3 separate regions of the Mus musculus genome follow, and all the other regions are linked to region 1. A link is a contact called in public Hi-C and HiChIP or PLAC-seq data. All regions are on one chromosome and are shown on one strand. Each heading gives the region's core, a stretch centred on a gene start, on an enhancer-like site or on the middle of the called end of the contact. The rest is flanking DNA. Distances are from core to core; before and after follow the strand shown. Region 1 overlaps Smim13 (small integral membrane protein 13). Region 2 overlaps Gm32184 (a long non-coding RNA gene). Region 3 overlaps Gcnt2 (glucosaminyl (N-acetyl) transferase 2, I-branching enzyme).

Region 1 (4,884 bases), core at 187-2,686:
TAAGAAAGCAGCTGGGCAAGCCATGGGAGCAAACCAGTAAACAGCACTCCTCCATGGCCTCTGCATCAGCTCCTGCTTCCAGGTCTCTGCCCTGACTTCCCCAGATGACAACTACAGCTGTAAGCTAAAATAAACCTCCGCCCCGACAAGTTGCTTTTGGTCACAGTGTTTTATCACAGTAATAGAAACCTCACCTAAAACAGAAGACTATAAACCTGCCCAGAACTGGAGGCTATAGTCCACGGTCTAGCATGCATAAGGTCCTAATTTCAATATCTAACACCTCAATTAAAAAAAAAAATTTCCCCAAATACCCCCAAAGAGTTAGGTGATGTTATAGGAAGCCTGTGGATGTAATATGTGATATAATGGCCAGAGCTGTTTAAATGTCCCCTCCAAAACTCATGTATATGTTTGTGACATCTTAACAATAAAAAGAATTATGACATACTAAGAAATGAGTTATTGAGCCCAGAAGGAATACATGGAGAGATTTAAGTCTGTCTCTCCCTGCGCTTGCCCTTCCATCCCATAATGGCACAGAAAAGGCTCTTGCTAGGTATTAAGACCACAGTCCTCCACAACTATTCATTCAATAAACAACTATCATTCATGATTTACCTAGTGTGTGGGATTTTACTGTAACAGCAGAAAATGGATTAGGTAGACTGATTATGCTCTAGTTCAAGCTGTGCTGTGTCTGCTCGTTAGGACTGTTTAATCAGAATATGTTGAGAGCTCACACTCCTGTACACTCTGCATGTAAAGTTTCACCCTTCAGATACTATTACATATACAAACACACTAAATGGGACAAGGGTATGTATAAGGTGTGTGGGTTGTAACACAAGAGCCACCATAGACACAAAGGACATCAATGCCCAATGAGATTCCCAATGTCAACTTAGCCTCAGAGTAGAATGGCCTAGTCTGGACTCTGGGTTCTAGGAAAATCTCCAAGGTGTGTTTTGTGTATTGAGGGAACAGGAGGATGCAAGAAGAAAACACAACACTAAGACCCAGATGACTTTGTTTGTACTGAAAAGTATTTATCCCCTTAGACACTGCGGCATATGAGCTAGCTTGCAGAAGCACAGCTCACTCACCAAATCCTTCACACACACACAGAACAAACTTCTTGCTTACTCTTGTTCTATGAAAACGAGTATTGCACCATGTCCCAGTTTTCATTTAGAAAGAAAAACAGGAAGGAGAGAAAGGGAAGGAAAGAGAGAAATTCTATTTACATGTAATCAAACACCAAGGCTCACTAAGTTCTTCACAGCTTTTTAAAAGGTAGGTTTGGGCTTTGTTCCACCCTTAGACTGATAAGCAATGTAAGGCAGAAAAACAGGCTGGCAACAGAGGCCCTGGGTTCTGGGATAATGAAAGGTGACTTACTGTGTGCTGTAAATCTCAGCAACTGCCGGGAGGAAGCACACAGAAAAAGGGGAAGAGAGTCATGCTCTGGGTTAGGGTCCAAGGAAGAGGGTTCAGCACTGGAGGCCAGCAGAAAGCTGCACTGGGCGGGGCAGGAGGGGCAGGAGGGGCAGGAGGGGCAGGAGGGGCAGGAGGGGCAGGAGGGGCAGGAGGGGCGCCCAGAGTGTGAGCAAGTTATGCTTAAGATCTGGGCCAATAGCTAAAGAATGGAGAGGAAGCAGGGGATGGGAAAGTAACTTTTTGAGTAAGAACTTGGAAAAGCAGCCTTACATGCAAAGATCTGAAGCCACAGGGGTTAGTTGCCACCTTCCACCCCCTTTTAAGACAGGGTCTTGCTGGGCGTGGTGGCGCACGCCTTTAATCCCAGCACTTGGGAGGCAGAGGAAGGCTGATTTCTGAGTTCGGGGCCAGCCTGGTCTACAGAGTGAGTTCCAGGACAGCTAGGGCTACACAGAGAAACCCTGTCTCGAAAAACCAAAAATAAAATAAATAAATCTTTAAAAAAAAAAAAAAAAAAAAGACAGGGTCTTGCTACAGTAGCCCAGACTGGCCTCAAACTTTGAGATCCTCCCGCCTCAGCCTCCCCAGTTCTGGGATTGTAAACACAAACTACAGCAATTAAAGAGAGCCAGCAATCTAACTGTAGAGATCTCTCTTATGTGCTGTATGGATGCAGCACCTGTCAATAAAACACTGACTGGCCTAGAAGCTTAAGCAGAAAATAGAAGGTGGGACATCCGGTAGGGAGACTGAATAATGGTATGGGGGTAGCGGATTCACGTGGGAATATGGGAGGCAGACAGAAGCACGATGGGGAATGAGTAGAAGTAACCAATCACCTGGCAGAACTAAGATTAGAATAAATGGAATATTAAGTTATGATCTAACTGGGGAACCTGGCCAAGGTGTTTGTAAATATATTTTAAGTCTCAGAGTCATTATTCTGGGAGCTTGGGGCCAGGAAGAAAGACTCTCATTTTATAGCTAACTTAGCTGAAACAATGATTTAAGTATAGCAAGTTCTAGGGTTTTGTGGCAGAAGTGTGACGAGGCACTGTTTCAGGAAAAGCATCATCAAACTCATTGAACACACTACCACACAGTCCCCAGTGTGGCCCTGTGGAAGGGGATTAGGTGAGGGGATATGGTGCTCCTTAAAGAAGTATGCATGGTCATCCATGCCTGTTTTGAATAGTGTATTCTGGATTTTGTAGTTTCAGGTCTATTTGACTGACAGGATTGTTCAGTGTCTGTAAAAAGGCACCAGCAGTTTGGGCTGGATTCTGTAGTTAGTAAATAATCCAGTAGGAATCTTCAGCATTAATGCTAGCACTAGTCAGTTGATGACATTTTAAACCTTACATGTGCTCATGTGATAGTGTATTCCTCTAATCCCAGCAGTCAGGAAGCAGAGGCAGGTGGATCACTTTGAGTTTTGAGGTTTGCCTTGTTTGCATAAAGAGTTCCACACCAGACATAGCAGTAGCCTGGGTTCTGGTAGTACACACTTGCAAATCAATGTGCTCAGGCTGAACTAGCAGACACAACCTTGTCAACTTGGGAAGAAGAGAGCGTGTGACCCTAGATTAATACAACTCCTCTCCTCTTACCAACCTCGTACAACCTATGTCACCGTGAGTTTTGAATCAGCCCTAAAGCTTCAAATCTTGTGAGCTTGTCACTGCGACAAAGCACAGGGAAGTGCCACGTGATGGTTTATATATGATCGGCCCAGGGAGTGGCACTATTAGAAGGTGTGGTCCTGTTGGAACAGGGGTGTCACTGTGGGTATGGGCTATATATAAGACGCTCTTCCGGGTTTAGTGCAGAGTTCTATCAGACCTTCAAAGAAGATCTAATTCCAGTTCTGCACAAACTTTTTCACAAGATAGAAGTAGAAAGTACTCTACCCAACTCATTTTATGAAGCCACTATTACTCTGATACCTAAACCACAGAAAGATCCAACAAAGATAGAGAACTTCAGACCAATTTCTCTTATGAATATCGATGCAAAAATCCTCAATAAAATTCTCGCTAACCGAATCCAAGAACACATTAAAGCAATCATCCATCCTGACCAAGTAGGTTTTATTCCAGGGATGCAGGGATGGTTTAATATACGAAAATCCATCAATGTAATCCACTATATAAACAAACTCAAAGACAAAAACCACATGATCATCTCGTTAGATGCAGAAAAAGCATCTGACAAGATCCAACACCCATTCATGATAAAAGTTCTGGAAAGATCAGGAATTCAAGGCCCATACCTAAACTTGATAAAAGCAATCTACAGCAAACCAGGAGCCAACATCAAAGTAAATGGAGAGAAGCTGGAAGCAATCCCACTAAAATCAGGGACTAGACAAGGCTGCCCACTTTCTCCCTACCTTTTCAACATAGTACTTGAAGTATTAGCCAGAGCAATTCGACAACAAAAGGAGATCAAGGGGATACAAATTGGAAAGGAGGAAGTCAAAATATCACTTTTTGCAGATGATATGATAGTATATATAAGTGACCCTAAAAATTCCACCAGAGAACTCCTAAACCTGACAAACAGCTTCGGTGAAGTAGCTGGATATAAAATTAACTCAAACAAGTCAATGGCCTTTCTCTACACAAAGAATAAACAGGCTGAGAAAGAAATTAGGGAAACAACACCCTTCTCAATAGTCACAAATAATATAAAATATCTCGGAGTGACTCTAACTAAGGAAGTGAAAGATCTGTATGATAAAAACTTCAAGTCTCTGAAGAAAGAAATTAAAGAAGATCTCAGAAGATGGAAAGATCTCCCATGCTCATGGATTGGCAGGATCAACATTGTAAAAATGGCTATCTTGCCAAAAGCAATCTACAGATTCAATGCAATCCCCATCAAAATTCCAACTCAATTCTTCAACGAATTAGAAGGAGCAATTTGCAAATTCATCTGGAATAACAAAAAACCTAGGATAGCAAAAACTCTTCTCAAGGATAAAAGAACCTCTGGTGGAATCACCATGCCTGACCTAAAGCTTTACTACAGAGCAATTGTGGTAAAAACTGCATGGTACTGGTATAGAGACAGACAAGTAGACCAATGGAATAGAATTGAAGACCCAGAAATGAACCCACACACCTATGGTCACTTGATCTTCGACAAGGGAGCTAAAACCATCCAGTGGAAGAAAGACAGCATTTTCAACAATTGGTGCTGGCACAACTGGTTGTTATCATGTAGAAGAATGCGAATCGATTCATACTTATCTCCTTGTACTAAGGTCAAATCTAAATGGATCAAAGAACTTCACATAAAACCAGAGACACTGAAACTTATAGAGGAGAAAGTGGGGAAAAGCCTTGAAGATATGGGTACAGGGGAAAAATTCCTGAACAGAACAGCAATGGCTTGTGCTGTAAGATCGAGAATTGACAAATGGGACCTAATGAAACTCCA
Region 2 (4,842 bases), core at 1,244-3,743, 290 kb before region 1:
ACTAAACTGTTACAAAACAGGAGACTTGGCCCAGGGAACGAGACATTGCTTGAGACCCCAGAGCCAACTGGCATCCTCAGAATAGTGCCTCTGACCTCTTCCTTACCTGAAATCTTGGACCGTGGCCTTTGCTCAGCAGAGGGGATTTTTTTTTTTTTTTGATTGTTCCCATGCCAGGAGGCTGGGAAGCAGACACAACACATGTGTCACATTCTTTGACACTGAAAAAAATGGCTCTTAGGCTGAGGTGGGGCCGAAGGTACCCTGACTTCCAGACTCTTCTGTCACTAGCTTCTGGGACAGAAGGAGGTCTTGGGAGACTTGTTTGGTGTCTATCTAAGATCTCTGAAAACCTTCATTTTGCTCCTTTCTTTTATATAGGGCCAGGTCTCTATCAGCTACCAGGCTGCAGCCAGTGCTCATCAACCAACATGATAAAACACCCATCTCCTGCACAGTAGCTTTCTCTCCAAGAGTGTGTTTACAGTTCTGAGGCAGCTGGCTGTTCCCTTCCCCATTTCAAAACTTCTTCTCCCTCACGCTCTCAGAAGACAATCTGGTTCCTTCATCTTTTGATGTTTCTTATTAGGAGTTTACTGATGCTCCTATGGTGCTAAATCTTGAAATGTACAGATTAAAAAGACATCAACTCTACCCTGGATGACTTAGTGAAGGAGCATCCTTATTGTCAGTTTGGCTGGGTTTGGATTACTCAGGCCTGTCTCTGAGAACGTTGCCAGAGAGATGTAACTGACAAGAGAAGCCCCAGCCTGAACTTGTGGAGCACTGTCCCAGAGGCTGACGCCCTACCTGACACTAAAAGAAATTGAGCAGAGAGTTCAGCATTCATCTTTCTCTGCTTCCAGAATGTGGATACAATGCGAACAGCTACCTCACAGGCCTGCTGCCATGCCTCCTGCCACTGTGATAGGCTTTATTTTCAAACTGTGAGGGGGGGGGGGGGCACAGCCTCTCTTTCCCAAATTGCTTTTGTGTCAGGGAGGGATGGGAGGAAACAGATCCAGGATGCAGGCAGAGCAAGGTTTACAGGTAAATTCAGTGGAGATGTGGGCAGGGAAAAGCCAGGAGGCGCCATCGTTTCCACTTAGGAGATCCAGAAAAGCTCTGGACCACGAAGAACATTCAAACATCTTGTTTTAGAAGTGACAGGCAAGCAAGGTGACCCATACGGTTAGCTTGGTTTTTCAGAGTCTCTGAGGATGAGTTTCCTAAGTTCCCTCCCCATGACTGTGGAAATCATCTACTCTGATGAACACCTAGAAACAGTGCTTTTACCATGTCTACTAAGTAGCCTAGTTTAGTTGGAACATGCGATCCTCTGGATTGAGTGCCTGATCCAGTACTCTGGAACACACCCAGCTGTGTCTACATAGTCACAACAGCTTTCATTCTATCTCAGAAAAGGCTCCCTGTCTTACTCGCGAGCACAGCACGAGGACTCCCGAGGAGCCATATACCTCCTAAAAATGAAACTCTTTTTCCAAGGTTGAATGTGAGATGAAAGAATTAAACCAACAAACACACACACAAACAAAACAACAAAACAATGGCTAATTTGAGGAAGAAACTCTAGCAGGTTTCTTAAGAGTCCCAATTGGATTCACTTTTGTATATTTTAGTATTTTTTTCTTTTCTTAGTTTTTGTTTTGTTTTGTTTTTTTGAGAGTTGTACCCTTCCTTGATCACTCAGCTCTGTGTCCATCCTTCGCCTTCCTTTGGGAACCAGCTCGTTCCAGTTCCGTCTTGACTGCCTTTGCCACCCTTAGGCTCTGTTCTACCACGTGAATTCTGAAGAGGAAGAGGAGAAAGGGGAGAGGAGAAGGGGGGAGAAGGAAGTAGAGGAGGAGGAGGAGGAGGAGGAGGAAAGAGGAAGAGGAAGAAGCCACCATGTCACTCCATAAGCCATTGGTTCCACAGTCTTAGGGATTCTCCTGTGACCGTCCAGCCTGTGTTTCCTGACTTCCCCCATCCCTGCATCGACCACCTTCTTAAAGGGGTTTCTCCTTTTCTGTCTGCTCTTGAGTTCTCCCCACTTACTGGAAACATCAGGGGCCTTTATTTTACCCCAGACTTCTTGCCTATACCCCAGTCTCCTCTTATCCCCTGCACTTCTCTAACTCAATACCTTAGCTTTGATCACGCTGGAAGAAAAAGAAGCAGGCCGTCATTTTCTTCCTCTACAGTGCAGTTACTTCCTGCAAAATTACCTCTGAGTCCTCCAATCATTTTCACCACCATGTTATACAACGAGACCTCCACTTCTCTGTCTCTGTCTCTCTCGCTCTCTCTTGCTCTCTGTCACTGTCTGTCTCTGTCTCTCTCCCACTCCCTTTCTTCTCTTCATTTTTAGAGAAAGGGTCTACCTGTGTAGCTTAGGCTGGCCCCATCTCACAATCTTTCCTTGGCCTCCCCGTGCTGAGATTACGTGTACAGCTCTCGGAGCTACCTTGCCTGTCGGGCCCTTACACAGCTTGCTGATGAGCCGACTGTCTTCCAGTTTCTTTTTATGATGCTCCCCCCTCTCATGCTGTTTCATAATCTCTATTGTTTAAAACATCACTTCCTTGTTTAAAAACTGTTCACAATTTTCCACTGACTGCACCGAAATCCTCATTTCTTACATACCATTTGGCGATTTGTAATTGGCCCTGCGTCTATTTTTCCCACCGCATTTCTCTCTGACACCATCCCCGCACACCCACAGAGATGACCACATGCAATTCCTGAAGGCTGCCCAGCTTCTCTGAGCACGCGCACACATGTGTGTGAGGATTCCCTCAGAAGTTAGGAGAGGGAGTCAGACCCCCTGGAGCTGCAAACACAGTTAGGAGCCTGTGGATGTTGACCAAACTCAGGTCCTCTGTGGGAGCGGCAAACATTCCAACCGCTGAACTAACCTAGCCTCTTAACTGAACTTTAATGATTTAATAAGTGTCCAGGATCCTGCCACCCATTTAAGAGTCAGGACGTTGGAGTGAGGTTGTTATTTATGTGACTCTTAAACATCACACTTACTGTTTATACTGGATGGAGATAACCACATTTAAAAAGTTATTGTTTATGGGTGTCTTTGGTCTTTGTTTTTGTTCTAAGCCAGGGATGGTGGTGGTGCATGCCTGTTATACTTGCTATTTTTCTGTAGTGAAAATAAAATAACCAGATGGAAAGCAATTTAGTGAAGAAGTGACTGGCTGATTTGGGCCCATTGGCTGACTACCCCTTTGGAAGTGCTCTAGGGACCTGACTGACTTTCTGTGACTCTGCGTTAGCTCTCTGACTCTCTCTGCACTCTGTGTGCTGTGGAGGGGTCTCCAGTCTCTCACACCCCTTTACTATAGTCTACCCGGAGCTGGGTTGTCGATCTTTCTCCTACACTCTTTACCCAAGCCTGAGTTTTCGGCTCTGCCGTCTTCTAGACCATCTCTGCCACTCTTCAGTGAGTTCTAGTCTCACTCCACCCCATAGCTTTCATTCGATAGTGAACGGGAGTGAATGGAGTCACAGAGCCAGGTACAGCAGTGATGTGAGAAGAGGAATGAAACGCATCAGAAATATTTGCTGCTGTCGTTTCATATCCTGACTGGGAAGGCAGACCTGTACTTCAGTGAAATCACATGGCAATTGCTGTGTGTGTGTGACTGTAGGAGTGTGTATGTATGCATGAGAGAGAGAGGGACAGAGAGAGAGAGAGAGAGAGAGAGAGAGAGAGAGAGAGAGAGAGAGGATTTCATGAGTGTGAGAGAAATTATTAGACTGACTTATATGATCAGAGCTGAGTATTCTTATAGCCCATGTCGACAGGCTGAAGAGCCAGGGGAATTAAGTACTCACTCATTTCAAGAAGCTGGAAACCCAAGCAAGAGGAGCAAAGATGCAAGCTCAGCTCAAACCAAAGCAAAAATCCTGGAAGCCCGGAGAGCTGTCGGTCTGAGGCCACACCCCAAAGCTGGAAATTGACAAGACAGTGGAGGCAGGGACATGAGGAAGTTGAGAGAGCCTAACCCAAGTGAGTGTGTTATATGAAAATACACGAGAAAACCTTCTATTTTCTTTTAATGAACCTTGTATTTGCTGTCAGCAGGCAACAGCAGCAACGAAACTGTTCTCACTTAAGAAGGTTTGTGCATGTAAGAATTGCCCTTTAATATTTACTCTGTCCCAGCCTCCAGCCTATCACAGTGGTGCCACCCACATTCAAGGCAGCTCACTGACACACAGGCCAGCCTTCTCTGGAAATGTTCGCACAGACACATCCAGAATTGAACTTAACCAACCTCATAACCGTCTCTCTATCCAGCTGACAATTAAGCTCTGTGGTGATACGTAGTCACAGGAAGGCAGACTCAGCTTCATCATCAACCTATAGACCATCAGGATTCCTCAGGCAGCTTGATGCTTCATCTGGGGTTAGCATCATCTTTTTCCCTTCATTATTCCTTTCAGGGTCACTACCTGTGAGCCGCAGTGTGGACGATATCCCGCTGGATTCAATGGGCTGAAGACAGCCGGTGGGAGGCTGCGACACACTTTATCTAGGTTAGCTCGGTTCTGGAAGAAGGAATCGCCTTCTGGGTTCACTCTGTTGTCTCTGAGGTCTCGGTTGACGTCCCACAAAAGCCAGGGTTCTTTGGAAGGTCAAAGATGACAATGGAAAGTGATCTGCCCCTCTCTCGCATTGGGAGAACTGCGAGATGCAAGCTGGAAACCCTGCCTACATGTTGAAGCTCTGACATCAAAATTGTTGCCCTTTTCAGTCTGGTCAGGGACTTGCCAGTTCCCGAAAGCCCAACTGTCAGACAACCACTAACACATAGTCAAGGG
Region 3 (4,277 bases), core at 1,407-3,906, 340 kb after region 1:
GAGGGTCATGATCCTGAAGATAAGGGGAAACCGCGGAAGAGCTTCAAGCAGCTGTGGAAGGTATTCACAAGGCCACCTGACCACATTTCACACCTACCACCATTGCACACTGAGATGAAAGTTCCTCTGTCACCCAGCCTCCCAGCACTCTGTACACAGAGATTTTTAAAGGCTTTAAAATAAGTAATTGGCTCTTGAATTTAAAATAGCTACCCACACGTCTGCCTTCTGCCTACCACCTATTTAAGTAATGACTACATTATGGAGAATTTTGTTCCCAAAAGACAGCATGGGGCCTTGTTTTAACAAGGACTGTTTTACTGGTTTTAGTTTTTTTTTTTTTTTTTAAACTGGCTATATTTGTAGTGAGCTTATAAAACATTTATTTGTAGTGTTTCCTATATGGTATTTTGTTAGCAGTATTAGTCCAAAAAAATAAAAATAATTAAACACCCGTGGAAGGAATTGCAAGGTAGCACTAGGTTCTGTAGCTGACGGAACACAATCTTCACAATGCCAAATCTTTGAATAGTTTTTCCTTTGTGTTTTTTAAGTTAAGTTCTTGTGCTGAGAGTTGAAGTGCAGGCTTTGCGTATGATGAGCATGTTCTCTGGTCCCTGAGATACACTACCAGTGATGTGTTTATAAAAAGATAAAGAGATATAAGATATGATCTATGAGGGTGTGGTGAGGTGTGGGGGAAGGGGGTGTCTCAGGGGGCCCATGCCAAGGCATCCCTTTACCCTGAGGGACCCTGAGGACGGTATAGTATAGAACAGAGTTTATTCAGGGCATGGGGAGGGGAGTTAAGAGCGTAATAGAGGCAGAGAAATGCCGAAAGAGAGAGTGGAGAAGTAGAGGTCAGCCATGACCACGTAGAGAGGGGGGGGGGGGGAAGGGAATAGGAAAGGGAGGGGGAAAGGGAAGAGCCCAAGAGTAGAAGAGAGAAGCAAGAGGGAAGCAAGAGTAAGAGGTAAAGAGAGAGGAGGGGCAAGCAGCCCCTCTTATAGTGGGCCAGGCTTACCTGGCTATTGCCGGGTAACCGTGGGGTGGAGTTTTGACAGAATGCTAACAACCAGTCCCTCCTATTTCTTAAAGGCAACTATAAAAATGTATTTTAAAGACTTACTTATTTTATGTATATGGATATTATCTATATGTACATCTATTTACACCCTGGAAGAGATCATCTGATCCCATGAAACTGCAGTAATGGATGGCTGTGAGCCGCCATGTGGGGTCTGGAAACTAACCTTTGAACATGCAGCCAGTGTTTTTAACCACGGAGCCATCTCTCGAGCCCAATATCTTAAAAATCAAAATCAGATATTAAAGGAAAAACAAACAAACAAACAAACAAACCAGCCCCAAGCTTCCTCCCGCACCAAAAAAAAAAAAAAAAAAAAAAAAACCGCAGCAAAGCCAAACAGTGTGAGGGGCTGAGGTGGGAAATGACACGAGCTTCATAAGAAAACCACAGACACTGTTCACCCGTCAGCTCTGCAGACGTGAATACTACGGAGCTGAGTCTTCTGACTTCCGGCTGCATCCTCAGCTCATAGAACAGTGCTTTGGCACAATGAAGAACTGAAGAGACTGTTGACGCCTGAAAACATGGAGTCAATCTAGCTCAGGCCAGTGAGACTGCTTGGCAGGTGAAGGAACTAGCTGCCAGTCAAGACTGACAACTTCTGTCCCATCCTCCCCCACCCCACCCCACCCCACCCCCACCCCCAGGAACACAGAGGGTAGAAAAAGAGAACTAAAGCCAGGCGCAGAGGCTCAAGCACTCCGACAAAGAGATATAAAGGAAGGGAACTCATTACTTGTAAAGATTTCTTTGCCATGCTAGGTGAGAGCGGTGGCCTCGAGCCACCTTCTTTTCTCTCCTCTTTACAAAGATCTCCTGGAGCCAGGATGTAGTCCAGTTGGTCGGAGTGCCTTTCCAACATGCACAAAGCCCTGGCACCTCCTGAAGCAGGCAGAAAATCAGAAGCCTGCAGCCCCAGCCTCTGAGGTGGAGGAAAAAGAACCTAAACTCCAAGGTCGTCCTCAGGCCATCTTGGACTAAATAAAATCGTCTCTAAATAAAAACAGAGGGGTGGGGAAGGGGGAGAGGGAGAGAGAGGGGGAGGGAGGAAAGGTAGAGGGGGGAGAGGGAGGAGAGAGGGGGAGGGGGGACAGAGAGAGGAAGAGGTTTCTGTATTTATTACTGAAAGCATCCTACAAATGCATAGAGACAAAACAAAAAATCCTTCTCCCTAATGAGTGCTCACTGTGTGGATAGTGGTGACTGGGCCAGCTTTGTGCGGTTAGATGACAGTGACCTGCTACCGCTTAAGTCAGTCATTTCCTGTGAAATTCCTGATAGACCCACTTCCTGGCTTCCAATATCTCCTTTCAGAATCATAACCGGTTTGATGGCATTTTGTCCACTGTGGAGGCTGGCGTAGAGATAAGGGGTGGATCGTGAGTGAGAGAGACAGACAGGGAATAGGAATCTCGTATGGAATTGGACAGCTTGGCTCCTGTCTCTTGATCCTCAAAGTCTCTCTCGCAAGAGTGAAGCATGAGGTCAGGGCACACACCACAGTGATGGGGAAGTGACACATGACAGAAGGACATGCTCTATCTCTCTTATTGTCACAGTGATTATGCAATGCACAGTGTCTTGGCCCAGTTGCTGGCTGCACTCCCAGACCCTGAGAATGTCCACTGATGAGACATTCCCCATGTCTACTGTCTGGTTTAGAGAAGAGGAGCCAGACGAAGGCCTGTTAGTGGTGGGGACACAAGGAAGCTGGCACAGTAGTCTGTAGGGACTGGTGGTATTTAATTCCAAAAAGGATACCTTATGACTCTAGTTAACACAGTGACCCTGACACCTGACAAGCTTCATGTGTTTGCAGTCTTCTGACACACACACACACACACACGCACAGACACACACACACACATGCATAGACACACACACACATGCATGCACAGACACACACACACATACGCACAGACACACACACACACGTCCTTGCTAACCTTATTTCACACACATACAGAATGCCTTATATGCTTGCTGCCTTCCAACACATGTACACACACACACATACAAACACACACACACACACACACACACACACACACACACACACACGTCCTTGTTAGTCTCATTTCCAGGTCAGACAGCTTACTTCCACAATCCTCCTCATTTTCCCTAATCCTTTGTCCTTTCTGGGAGAAGATTTCTTTCTGATAGGCAGCAAAGAAGAAAGTTAATTCTTTCTTTTTCCTGCAGTAACAGAAACAGTCGAAACTTCAGACTACTTCAGTCTAGGGCCAGATTCCAGCTTAACCTGGGACCAAGGCTCCATTCTCAAGCACGCGGAGATAAGGAAGACAAACCTAACATCTTGTACAAACTGTACAACAAAAACAATACCAGAGGCCACGAGCAGAATATTTCCATGTGTTCCAAACAGAAATTGGTCGGACTGGCAGGTCAGCCCAGCAAGTATAGGTGCCCACTGCCTGATAACTGAAGCCCAGTGAAGTGAGTTCAATACATGGAACGAGCTCCACAAAGCTATGTTCTGATCTCCATACATACATCATGGGCCTCCATACATACATCATCATAAGCTGACACACAATACAGTTTTTTTTTTAAAAAGAAATGGGTGGAACAGAGCTACTAAGGTACCATAATGAATGTCACTTACTCCTCCTCCTGGAATTCCCTCCTGGGAATCTTTGTGACCTGACATCTTTGTGATCTTGGTGGCATCTCTGAAACTCTCATGGGACAGCCTATATATCTGTTCCCAGCCACCAGGTCCGTCCACTTTCTGCCTCACGGGCGAGTTCTGTGATTACTCTTCTAGTTCAGATATTAGAAATGCTGGACTATCAGAGATCTAAATATGTCTAACTGCTTTGAGTCCACTTTCGGATATGAAGATAGCTTCCAACAGCACTCAAAGGCAAGCCAAAGACAAGGCTGCCACTCCGAAAGAACCTGCAGCTATTCCAGAATGGCAAGCATAGGGCCATTCTTACCTTCAACTGACACCCACAAGCCACACGGTGCAATACTGGAAACCAGTACACTGGGACATTCCCATTGTAGCCCTCGCAACGTATGGGAAGCAGACTTTGGAAAGCAGCCCAGCAAATATAGGTGCCCACTGCCTGATAACAGAAGCCTAGTGATGTGAGTTCAATACATGGAAGGAGCTCCACAAAGCCAGTCCGACCAATTTCTGTTTGGAACACATGGAAAT

What was found. Hi-C and Micro-C count contacts between places; a contact is called where the count stands out from the background. HiChIP or PLAC-seq counts read pairs in DNA pulled down with a chosen protein or histone mark.
Region 2: a contact with region 1 is called in a Hi-C map of bone marrow-derived macrophages, with 19 read pairs. The contact joins two enhancer-like sites. A contact is called at or near these places in 7 of 39 promoter capture datasets (cranial neural crest, frontonasal cranial neural crest, hematopoietic stem and progenitor cells and 4 more), 5 of 484 Hi-C or Micro-C datasets (B cells, bone marrow-derived macrophages, cranial neural crest and 1 more), 20 of 115 datasets of contacts at active chromatin or transcription factors (the 230-238 cell line, bone marrow-derived macrophages, embryonic basal ganglia and 15 more) and 4 of 9 other capture datasets (adipose tissue, embryonic stem cells, liver and 1 more).
Region 3: a contact with region 1 is called in an H3K27ac HiChIP or PLAC-seq map of microglia, with 5 times the contacts expected there. The contact joins two enhancer-like sites. A contact is called at or near these places in 1 of 484 Hi-C or Micro-C datasets (Th1 cells) and 4 of 115 datasets of contacts at active chromatin or transcription factors (embryonic stem cells, memory CD8 T cells, microglia and 1 more).

The regions. Positions count from the first base shown.
Region 1 is chr13:41,260,088-41,264,971 of GRCm38.p6, reverse strand. All of the region lies in intron 1 of Smim13 (small integral membrane protein 13), which reads right to left. Among named protein-coding and RNA genes, the nearest start is that of Smim13, 13 kb to the right of the region's middle. Within about 2 kb of position 1,436, at least 14 of the 459 cell types and tissues checked have an H3K27ac peak or open chromatin away from gene starts, as enhancers often do. A contact at or near this core is called in adipose tissue, bone marrow-derived macrophages and microglia, where this site is marked.
Region 2 is chr13:41,549,827-41,554,668 of GRCm38.p6, reverse strand. The region is part of intron 2 of Gm32184 (a long non-coding RNA gene); the gene reads left to right. Among named protein-coding and RNA genes, the nearest start is that of Tmem170b, 54 kb to the left of the region's middle. Within about 2 kb of position 2,493, at least 33 of the 459 cell types and tissues checked have an H3K27ac peak or open chromatin away from gene starts, as enhancers often do. A contact at or near this core is called in adipose tissue and bone marrow-derived macrophages, where this site is marked.
Region 3 is chr13:40,919,885-40,924,161 of GRCm38.p6, reverse strand. The region is part of intron 1 of Gcnt2 (glucosaminyl (N-acetyl) transferase 2, I-branching enzyme); the gene reads right to left. Among named protein-coding and RNA genes, the nearest start is that of Gm31683, 4.3 kb to the right of the region's middle. Within about 2 kb of position 2,656, at least 118 of the 459 cell types and tissues checked have an H3K27ac peak or open chromatin away from gene starts, as enhancers often do. A contact at or near this core is called in microglia, where this site is marked.